Linked DNA regions of Mus musculus: region 1 is linked to region 2. Evidence: chromatin contacts called from public promoter capture Hi-C data. All regions are on one chromosome and are shown on one strand. The core of a region is the stretch at or near the end of the contact, and the rest is flanking DNA. Distances in the headings are between cores, read along the strand shown.

The links. Promoter capture Hi-C pulls out the DNA fragments that hold promoters and counts their contacts.
Region 1: a contact with region 2 is called in a promoter capture Hi-C map of macrophages, with 7 read pairs. The contact joins the promoter of Cd40 here to the promoter of Mmp9 in region 2. A contact is called at or near these places in 4 of 39 promoter capture datasets (embryonic stem cells, hippocampal neurons and macrophages), 24 of 484 Hi-C or Micro-C datasets (the 63-12 cell line, 8-cell embryo, the AML12 cell line and 18 more), 9 of 115 datasets of contacts at active chromatin or transcription factors (bone marrow-derived macrophages, embryonic hindbrain, embryonic midbrain and 3 more) and 4 of 9 other capture datasets (adipose tissue, liver, macrophages and 1 more).

The regions. Positions count from the first base shown.
Region 1 is chr2:165,053,109-165,057,355 of GRCm38.p6, reverse strand. It overlaps Cd40 (CD40 antigen), which reads right to left and starts at 1,720. Exons shown (of 9, transcript NM_011611.2): 1 at 1,598-1,720. The coding sequence starts at 1,648.
Region 2 is chr2:164,945,912-164,950,128 of GRCm38.p6, reverse strand. Mmp9 (matrix metallopeptidase 9) reads right to left here and starts at 1,910. Exons shown (of 13, transcript NM_013599.4): 1 at 1,732-1,910; 2 at 1,065-1,294; 3 at 698-846; 4 at 292-420; 5 at 9-182. The coding sequence starts at 1,872.

The DNA of each region.
Region 1 (4,247 bases), core at 471-2,970, 110 kb before region 2:
ACATGTCAGAGTCTATGTCCTTTGGCTGGGGGTGTGTCTCAGTAAGTATAGTGTCTTGCCTAGCATGCATGAAGCCCTAGATTCTATTCTAAGTGCCACATAAAACTGGGCATGGTGGTGTATGCACTAGGGAGGTGAAGGCAGGAGGATCAGAGATTCAAGGACAAGAGAGATGACTGAGCTCTCAAGGTGTTTGCCATATAAATGGGTGGGCCAGAATTCTGATCTCCAGAAACACGTGCAAACACCAGGTCTTTGTAGTGGCCTCCCTGTAACTCCAGCTTCAGAGGGCAGAAGCAGAGGGTCCCCAGAGCCAGCTGACGTGTGAGACTCGCCCTATGGGGAGCTCTGGGTTTGCTTGAGACCCTGTGTGGATGACTAAGAAGGGACCGTGTCCAAGGATGACTCATGAGATGAACTTCAGGCTACCGCATGCAAGCACACGTGTGTTCCCACACAGATGTACGCATATACACAAACCATGCGTGAACAGAAGAAAAAGAAGAATGTGAAAGGTCATTCTCAACTAGACCAACCTGGGATAGGTGACATTGGCTGATGGACAGGTGACATTGGCTGATGGACAGGGATGTGCTTAGGGCACTGACTGTCCCAGCTGCAGAAAGCCAGTCCTGAACCACGACACCTTCCTGGGTGGACAATTCAGAACCCATGAAGTTACCGAAGTCCCTGTCACCAACCGGAAAGAATCTACCCTGCCTGAAAGCTAGGGGAGCCTCGCCAGAGGAGAGGGGCTGAGACTCAGGTAGTCAGGGGATTCCCAGGTTCCAGAATGAGGAACTGCAGAAATACATTTAAACCAAAAGCGAATCAAGTGCCGGCTTCTAGAAATCCCCAAGATGCGCTTGATTGGGTCTGAGCCCTGCTGGTGCCTGGAGAAACCTAGTCTGGTCTCTTATCCTTTCTTGGGTTCTAAAGCTATCCCTCCTCCTCTTCCTCCCCCTCCTCCTCTTCTTCCTCCTCATCCTCTGGGTGTCTCCTGTACCACCTTAAGCTCATGAGGCAGAGGCACAAACTTGGGGATTTCTCTAGATTGGCTCAGCTATGATACGGGTATGGTGGTTAGTAAATTACCTCTTCCCTAAAAAGTACCTGGGGTCTTGTTCGCACAAGATTCCCTAGACAAAGTGGCCCCAACTGGCAAGGAGAAGATAACCACAGGTGGCAGACATCTGTCCACAATGGGAAAGTGACAGGAAACAGGCCAGACCCGCCCTTCCCCCTAGCCAGGCTTTCCTGTCTGCTAACCCTTTCCAGTCTCTGCAGTCAGCTCCGGAGCCAAGGCTTGGGTCAGACAAAGCTGTCCAGGCACCGCTGTGGAGGAATGCCCTCCCTAAGGTTCCCCTGTGGGCTTCGTGGAACAGAACCCCGACCTTCTGGAAGGAAAGAGGAGCAGCCCACCTCATTTGTGTGTGTGTGTGTGTGTGTCAAGACGCGAGAGATCTTGCCCATCCTACTAACCGCCGCTTCCAGTAGGAAGATCTCTCATCTCCAAAGTCTTGTCTCCTCTTTCCTCTTTCCATCTCTCACTCTCTAAGCCCTAACTCCCTTGGAGGTTAGAACACAAGCCACTCACCGCTGTCAACAAGCAGCCCCATAGCGCGCACAGCCGAGGCAAAGACACCATCGCAGGGCGAGATCAGAAGAGCCAAATCACAGGGCTCCTGCTGAAGCCACAAGTCACTCCAAAGTCCCTGCTAGGAGTCCCGCCCAGGAAGAGGGCGGGGTCTTCGGGCACCAATCGCGGTGGGCCTATGGCTAGTCACTGAGCAGGGATTTCCCCAGGACCTTCCCAGGAGTCTGATTGTCCCCAAGAGTTTAAGGGATGGGCACCAAGGTGGCTGGAGGAGCCAGGGTCCCAAAAGGAGCCCTTTTCTTACATTACCCGACCCACCCCCCAGTCCCCCTCCTCGCATCCAGGACCTCAAAAGCCACCTATAGCAGGGCTAAGGACTCTCCTGATTGCAAGATAGCAGAGGGGTGAAGGATTACTATAGGGACTGGGGAGCGCCACAGGGACACTATTGTTACCCCACCCCACCCACAATACCCCTGGGAATCTCTGCAGAACCGAAAGCGTCTCCAGAGAGGTCTAAGGAAGTCCCCAGTGTCACCGCAAAGTCAGAAAACGGGAAAGACCACAGCTGAAGGGCCAGGAGGCGATTCAAGGAAATGAGTTCCCTACCCAGTTTCTCTTTCTTGAGAAGGAAATTCCTACGAGTAGGGGACAGCATCTCATCCTCTTAGCCATGCGTGCCACCCACGTGTCTCCACCGACTTCTATCCCACCCCAGCTCCATCCAGAGGCTGTAGACAGGCATTTAGTGTACGGACCAGCCTTTCATAGGGTCAAAGGCCCTTTGAGAAATGATAGGAAACTAGAGACCCTCCCTATTCCTCCATTAACTTTCGGAGGGGTGGGGGTGGAGGCTGAGGGGTGTTCCAGATAAAGGATCTGAACTCTCATGTTTGTATGGCGGGCATCTTACCCTGGGTGTCATCTCTCCCAGTACCACCCACTATTCATCATTCATATTTCTCCCCCTCCACCTCCCTCTCCTCCCCTCTTCCTTCTCCTCCCCTCTTCCTCCTCCTCATACCCCCTCCCCTCTTAGAGTATATGGGTGTCGGGGAGTTGGTTGTCTCCCTCCATCCTGTGGGATCTTATATCAAACCTAGGTTGTTCGGTTGTCTTTACCCCACGCCTCCCGCACCACCACCACCATTTTTGAACCAGAGTTCACATCTGCTCTGCAGCTAGGATGGCTTGGGTTCTGGTCTGATGCATCGAGTTCACTTGAGTGGCACTCTCCTTCTCAGTTCCCTCCCAAGAACTTGAACTAGCTAGTGCTTGGGATACTGATCCTGCAAACTGAACATCCAAGCCACGCTGAGGGAGCAGGCTGCAAGAAAAAGGAAGCCGGGGAAGGCAGGCATGCTACATTAACCCCAGGCTTGGAGGCTGACTTCCATGCTGCTCAATTGCTATGAAGACACCATGACCAAAGTAACTCTTACAGAGGAAGCGTTTAACTGGGGGCCTTGCTTACAGTTTTAGAGGGTTAGCCCATGATCATCATGGCAGGAAGCAGACAGGAATGGCGTTGGAGCAGTAGCAGAGAGCTTTACACCCTAAGCCACAGGCTGTAGGAGAGGGTGGAGGGAGATTGGACCTAGCATAGCCCTTTGAAACCTCAAAACCCTAGCAACACACCTCCTCCAAGACACCTCCTCCAAGAAGGCCACACCTCCTGCAAGATGGCCACGCCTCCTAATCTTCCAAAACAGTTCCACTAATTGGGAACAAACATTCAAACATAGGAGCCTATAGTTCCACCCTCAATCAAGCCACCACACAGCCTTTGCTGCAAAGACACGGTAATAGCTTCATTTATCTTCATTCCATACCCAAGAGTCTCAGAAGAACTTGCCTTTGTGAGGCACACAGGGCCAGATGATTGACAGTGGAGCATACCTGGGGGGTCAGGTTCCTCTACACTGTCTGCTCCTTGATCCGGAGTCCCCTGTCCTGTCACCTCTGCCGCTGTCCTAACTCAGAGCCTCACAGTTAGTGTGTGAATAGGTTGTCAATTCTCACCCCAGGAAAAACCTCTGTCACAAAGAAGATGGCCAGACAGACACACCGCCGGTGGTCTCAGTATTGACCTTAAGCTATAGCGGCCTCCTGTGTAGAAAGCAAGCTGGCCACATTCAAAATAGCCAGAAACACTCAAATCAGGGCCCAGGAGTCTCCATTAAAGCCACCCGAAGACATCCAGGATGAGGAGAAAACGACGCTGTCTTTCCCTATGTTTCATCCCCTTTGGACAACAAGTCTGATTTTCATTCCTGGAAGCTGGGGTGGGGGTGCGGGTGGAGGTGGGGCAAGCATTGCTAGATAACTTCAGCTTTTGCTTATTTCTTATTTGCTTGATTCCAAAATTGGGCCCTTCACAAAACTGCCTGGGGGAAGCCAGTCCAACAGAATTAAAACATTAATTATATTACATAAAACATATCATAGCGGCAATTAAAGCATCTTAAATTAATGTGTGAAAGAATAAATAGTAGCCTTCGGGTTGCCCCATGGGGTGCAGACCAGACAAGATAAAAGGAAGATATTTCAGTTCACACACATCCCTAGGAGACGCTTGTGGTGAAGCCCAGGGAAGGAACGGGAAGGGTGTTGGGCCAAGAGGAGTGCGAGGGGGGGGGGGTAGTGAGAT
Region 2 (4,217 bases), core at 661-3,160:
ATACTCACTCTCACTAGGGCAGAAACCAAATTTGCCGTCCTTATCGTAGTCAGCTGTTGTGCTACACCAAGGCGTGCCGTCGTTGCGGCCGTCTGTGGTGCAGGCCGAATAGGAGCGTCCCTCGAAGGTGAAGGGAAAGTGACATGGGGCACCATTTGAGTTTCCATAGTAAGTGGGGATCACTGTAGAAAGGAGGCTAGAGTCAGGGCGTCTGGCCACACACCAGTGTAAGAGAAGGGAGTTGGGACAGGGGTGGGGATGGGGCGGATACTGGAAGGCTCAGGATCTCACCGACGCCTTTGCCCAGCGACCACAACTCGTCGTCGTCGAAATGGGCATCTCCCTGAACGCCGGCGCCAGGGGGAAAGGCGTGTGCCAGAAGGCCGTCCTTGCCGTCGAAGGGATACCCGTCTCCGTGCTCTGCAAGAGGCCATCGGAGAGGAAGGGACTCAATCAGCAACACTTTGCTCTCTTTAAGGGCAAGAGACTGAAAGCGACTGTGTCTCCCGCTGAGCAGCGCACCAGACTTTGAGAAGAGGTGACTGCGACTCCAAAGCCGCTGGGGGTTGGGGGAGGTCATTTGTGGAAGCAGCGACTAGGGATTGTGGGGCAGGCATAAGAGCGGACAGATCTGCTGTCCCTTCTACTCTGTCCGTGGTCGTCCCTCCCATAGCCTGCCCAGCCCGGGAATTCTCACCCGCGACACCAAACTGGATGACAATGTCCGCTTCGGGTCCGTACACGCGGGTGAAGGTGAGGGGTGCCACCTCGCCCCACACCGCGAAGGCGCGCGCGAAGGCGTCATCGATCATGTCTCGCGGCAAGTCTTCAGAGTAGTTTTGGATCCTGGAGGTGAAAAGCCAGCGTCGATGGGGGATCGGGCATGCACGGATTACAAATGGGGGTGGGCGGGGCAGCAGCTACACCACGATCGCTTCAAAACACACAGGGCTGCAGCCTCTCTCGGAACTTGTATTGCTAAGGATCCCTTGTGTTCAGCTAACCGGAGGTGCAAACTGGCCTCCAGTCCCACCCAGGCACCTGCTTCTAGCCCGACATCTCACCAGTATGTGATGTTATGATGGTCCCACTTGAGGCCTTTGAAGGTTTGGAATCGACCCACGTCTGGGACACCACAGCGTGGTGTTCGAATGGCCTTTAGTGTCTGGCTGTCCAGCTCACCAGTCTGGGGCAGGGAGAGCTGCTTCTGAAGCATCAGCAAAGCCGGCCGTAGAGACTGCTTCTCTCCCATCATCTGGGCGGCCCGGGTGTAACCATAGCGGTACAAGTATGCCTGTGGATGGAGGAAGGGGCAGAGACATCACAGAGTTCTGGCACCTTGGCTCTGGACCTCTGGGCCACATGCTTAGGGACTCTACGGCCAGGACACCAGTTCTTCCTACACAGCTAGAATTCCCCTATCCTGAGGACAGCATCACACCTCGACCTCAGATGATATAAACCATGCCTACCCCTCAGCCCCACTAGAGTTTAACTGTTCACTGCCAACCTGCGCCATGTCACAACCCTTCGAAGCCGAACCCAATCTGTCCCTCCAACAGACCCGAATCTGCCCAGAGCCTCCAGACCACCTACCCCCTACTGCCTAACCCTGGCAGACATGCCCATCACCCCCAAATCCAGAAAGCATATCTGAGGCCCCATTCCTTGGGAGAGGGGGACATCTTCCTGACCAGCCCTTCTCAGCTATCCACCGAGCCATCTGTCTACCTCTGCCAGCTGGGTGTCCGTGAGGTTGGAGGTTTTCAGGTCTTTGGGGAAGACCACAAAAGTCGGCTGGCGCTGGTAAGGGGCAGCAGAGCTGCAGCCGAAAGCCAGGAGAGCCAGGAGCAGGGGCTGCCAGGGACTCATGGTGAGGACCGCAGCTTCTGGCTAACGCTGCCTTTGCAGAGATTTTAAAGAGGCAGTAAAACGGAATCAGTGACCCCGCCCCTCCCCTCCAGGCTTATGCTGACTCAGCGTGTGTGTGTGTGTGTGTGTGTGTGTGTGTGTGTGTGTGTGTGTGTGTGTGTTTACACTACCCCCTCCCTTATGCCCTGCCCACAGTCCCCCATTGCCAAGTCAGGCAGGACCCCCAGACCCACAGGAAACCACAGAACTCAGGGTTTAGTTTCTGCAAACTGCAGACTTTGTGGGAAAGGGAAGGAGGGTGTGCAGGATGGGGCATTCACCTAGCCCTAGGTCTGACGGCCCTGACTGATCAGCCCAGTAAAAGACTGGGAGACCTGAGGCCCGAGACCCCTCTTCCTTGGGCTTCTGAGACACCCCCTCCCTGGCCAGAGTGCAGCCTGGAGCCCATCCCCACACTGTAGGTTCTATCCTCTCATCCCCGCCCCCTGATAGAGTCTTTGACTCAGCTTCCTCTCCTGGCCTCTGGGAGCAGGCTCTTTGAGGCAGGATTTGGGGAATTCCATGGGGCAAACCCCTAGCTCCAGCAGGCTGACTCCTTGGGGAAGGAAAGATGAGCCTGGGGGGCGGGGGGACACACACATGTGGGAGCAAGCAGAAGCTTCATCCTTCTCAGGCTAGCACTATCCTTCCTCTTCTGTTTAAAGAACAAAAACAGACCCTTTGTCGCTCAAGCCTTTGTCCCTATATTGATCTGAGGATAAAATGAGACTCTCGAAACACAGAAAAACCACTTTCAGCAGTGTTCACGAGACCTCAGTTGATGGTGTCAGGTTTGTGATTGGAAATTAGGAGACTGGGGTCTTGGCTCTAAGCCTTGGGGTGACCTGGATGGGGCAAACACCTTCCTCTCCCGAGCTGTGAGATCGTCATGGACCCTTCCCCTCCTCCAGCCCTGCCCTGCTCCACTCAGGAAAGCTTTGGCACAGTCTTGCCAACAGCCGGCAGCCCCCGGCCTTCCATCCTCCTCGCCTGCCACCATGGTGGAGCAGGGCCTTGATCTGTCTTCAGCAAGCTGTTCTGACTAAGCCTCCTGTGTGCCCAGACCTTCATGTGCTTCCCAACGAACAGACCTGTGAGCCGGAGAGAGAGAGCTGGGTGTTCTCCCAAGCTTCTCTTAGATGCTTCTCACTGGTGAGCTCCAGCACTGAATTGCAGTTCTGGGTCTACCATTTCCCAACCTCGTCATTTCCCAACCACCTTGGGCAAGGCATTTCACCTCCAGGCCGCAGTGATCATTCACTTTTTTGATTTATTGTGTTGGACGTTGTGATACGCTCTCTACAAAACTCTCCTATATATTGCTATCCCATATGTGTGAGACTGTGTGTGTGTCCATATGTGAGTCTGTGTCTGTGTATGAGTGTGTGTGTGTGTGTATGCCCAAGCCTCTAGGGTCTCACACATGCTAGGCAAGTACTCTACAACTGAGCTGTTCCTAGTCCTTGTTTTTGTTTGTTAATTTGTTTTAGTGTGTGTGTGTGCGTGTGTGTGTGTGTGTGTGTGTGTGTTTGTGTGTGTGTGTTTGTGTGTGTGTTTGTGTGTGTGTGTGCATATGTGTGTGTGCAGGGACACACATCCATGACTGCCAAGGCAAGAGGAGATGTTGGCTGTCCCCCTCTGTCATCTTTCCTTTTGTTCCTTTGAGGCAGAGTCTCCCTAAACTTAAGAGCCCAGGGATTTGCAGCCAGGCTGGCCGCCAGCAAGCCTTGGTAACCCTGTCTCAGAGTCTCCATCTGTCAGTGTTGGAGGTGAGCAAGTAGGTGCCGCACCCAGCTGTTTACGTGGATGTTGTAGCTCCGAAGTCGGGTCCTCCTGCTTCTACAATGAATGCTCTGACCCACTTGGCCATTTCCCCAGCCCACCCTCCATCTATTGAGACAAAGTCCAATTGGAAGTCAGGCTTGTGCTGAACTCCCATCCCCTGCCTCTGCCTCCCAAGCGCTGTGTCATAGGTGTGCACACTATGCCTGGCTAACAAGGTTAGTTTGGGAGGTAACTCTGGCTTTTCTGGAATAGGAAACTTCAACTCAGAGCAGTCAAGGGACTTGCCCATGATCTCAGGTCCCCGTGATCTGGTGGTGCACGCCTTTAATCCCAGCACTTGGGAGGCAGAGGCAGGCAGATTTCTGAGTTCGAGGCCAGCCTGGTCTACGAAGTGAGTTCCAGGACAGCCAGGGCTATACAGAGAAACCCTGTCTCGAAAAAACAAAAAACCAAAAAAAAACCAGAGAGCCAGGGTACAAGATTCTCATCTGCTGTGGGGACGGAGCGGATCAGAGTACAGG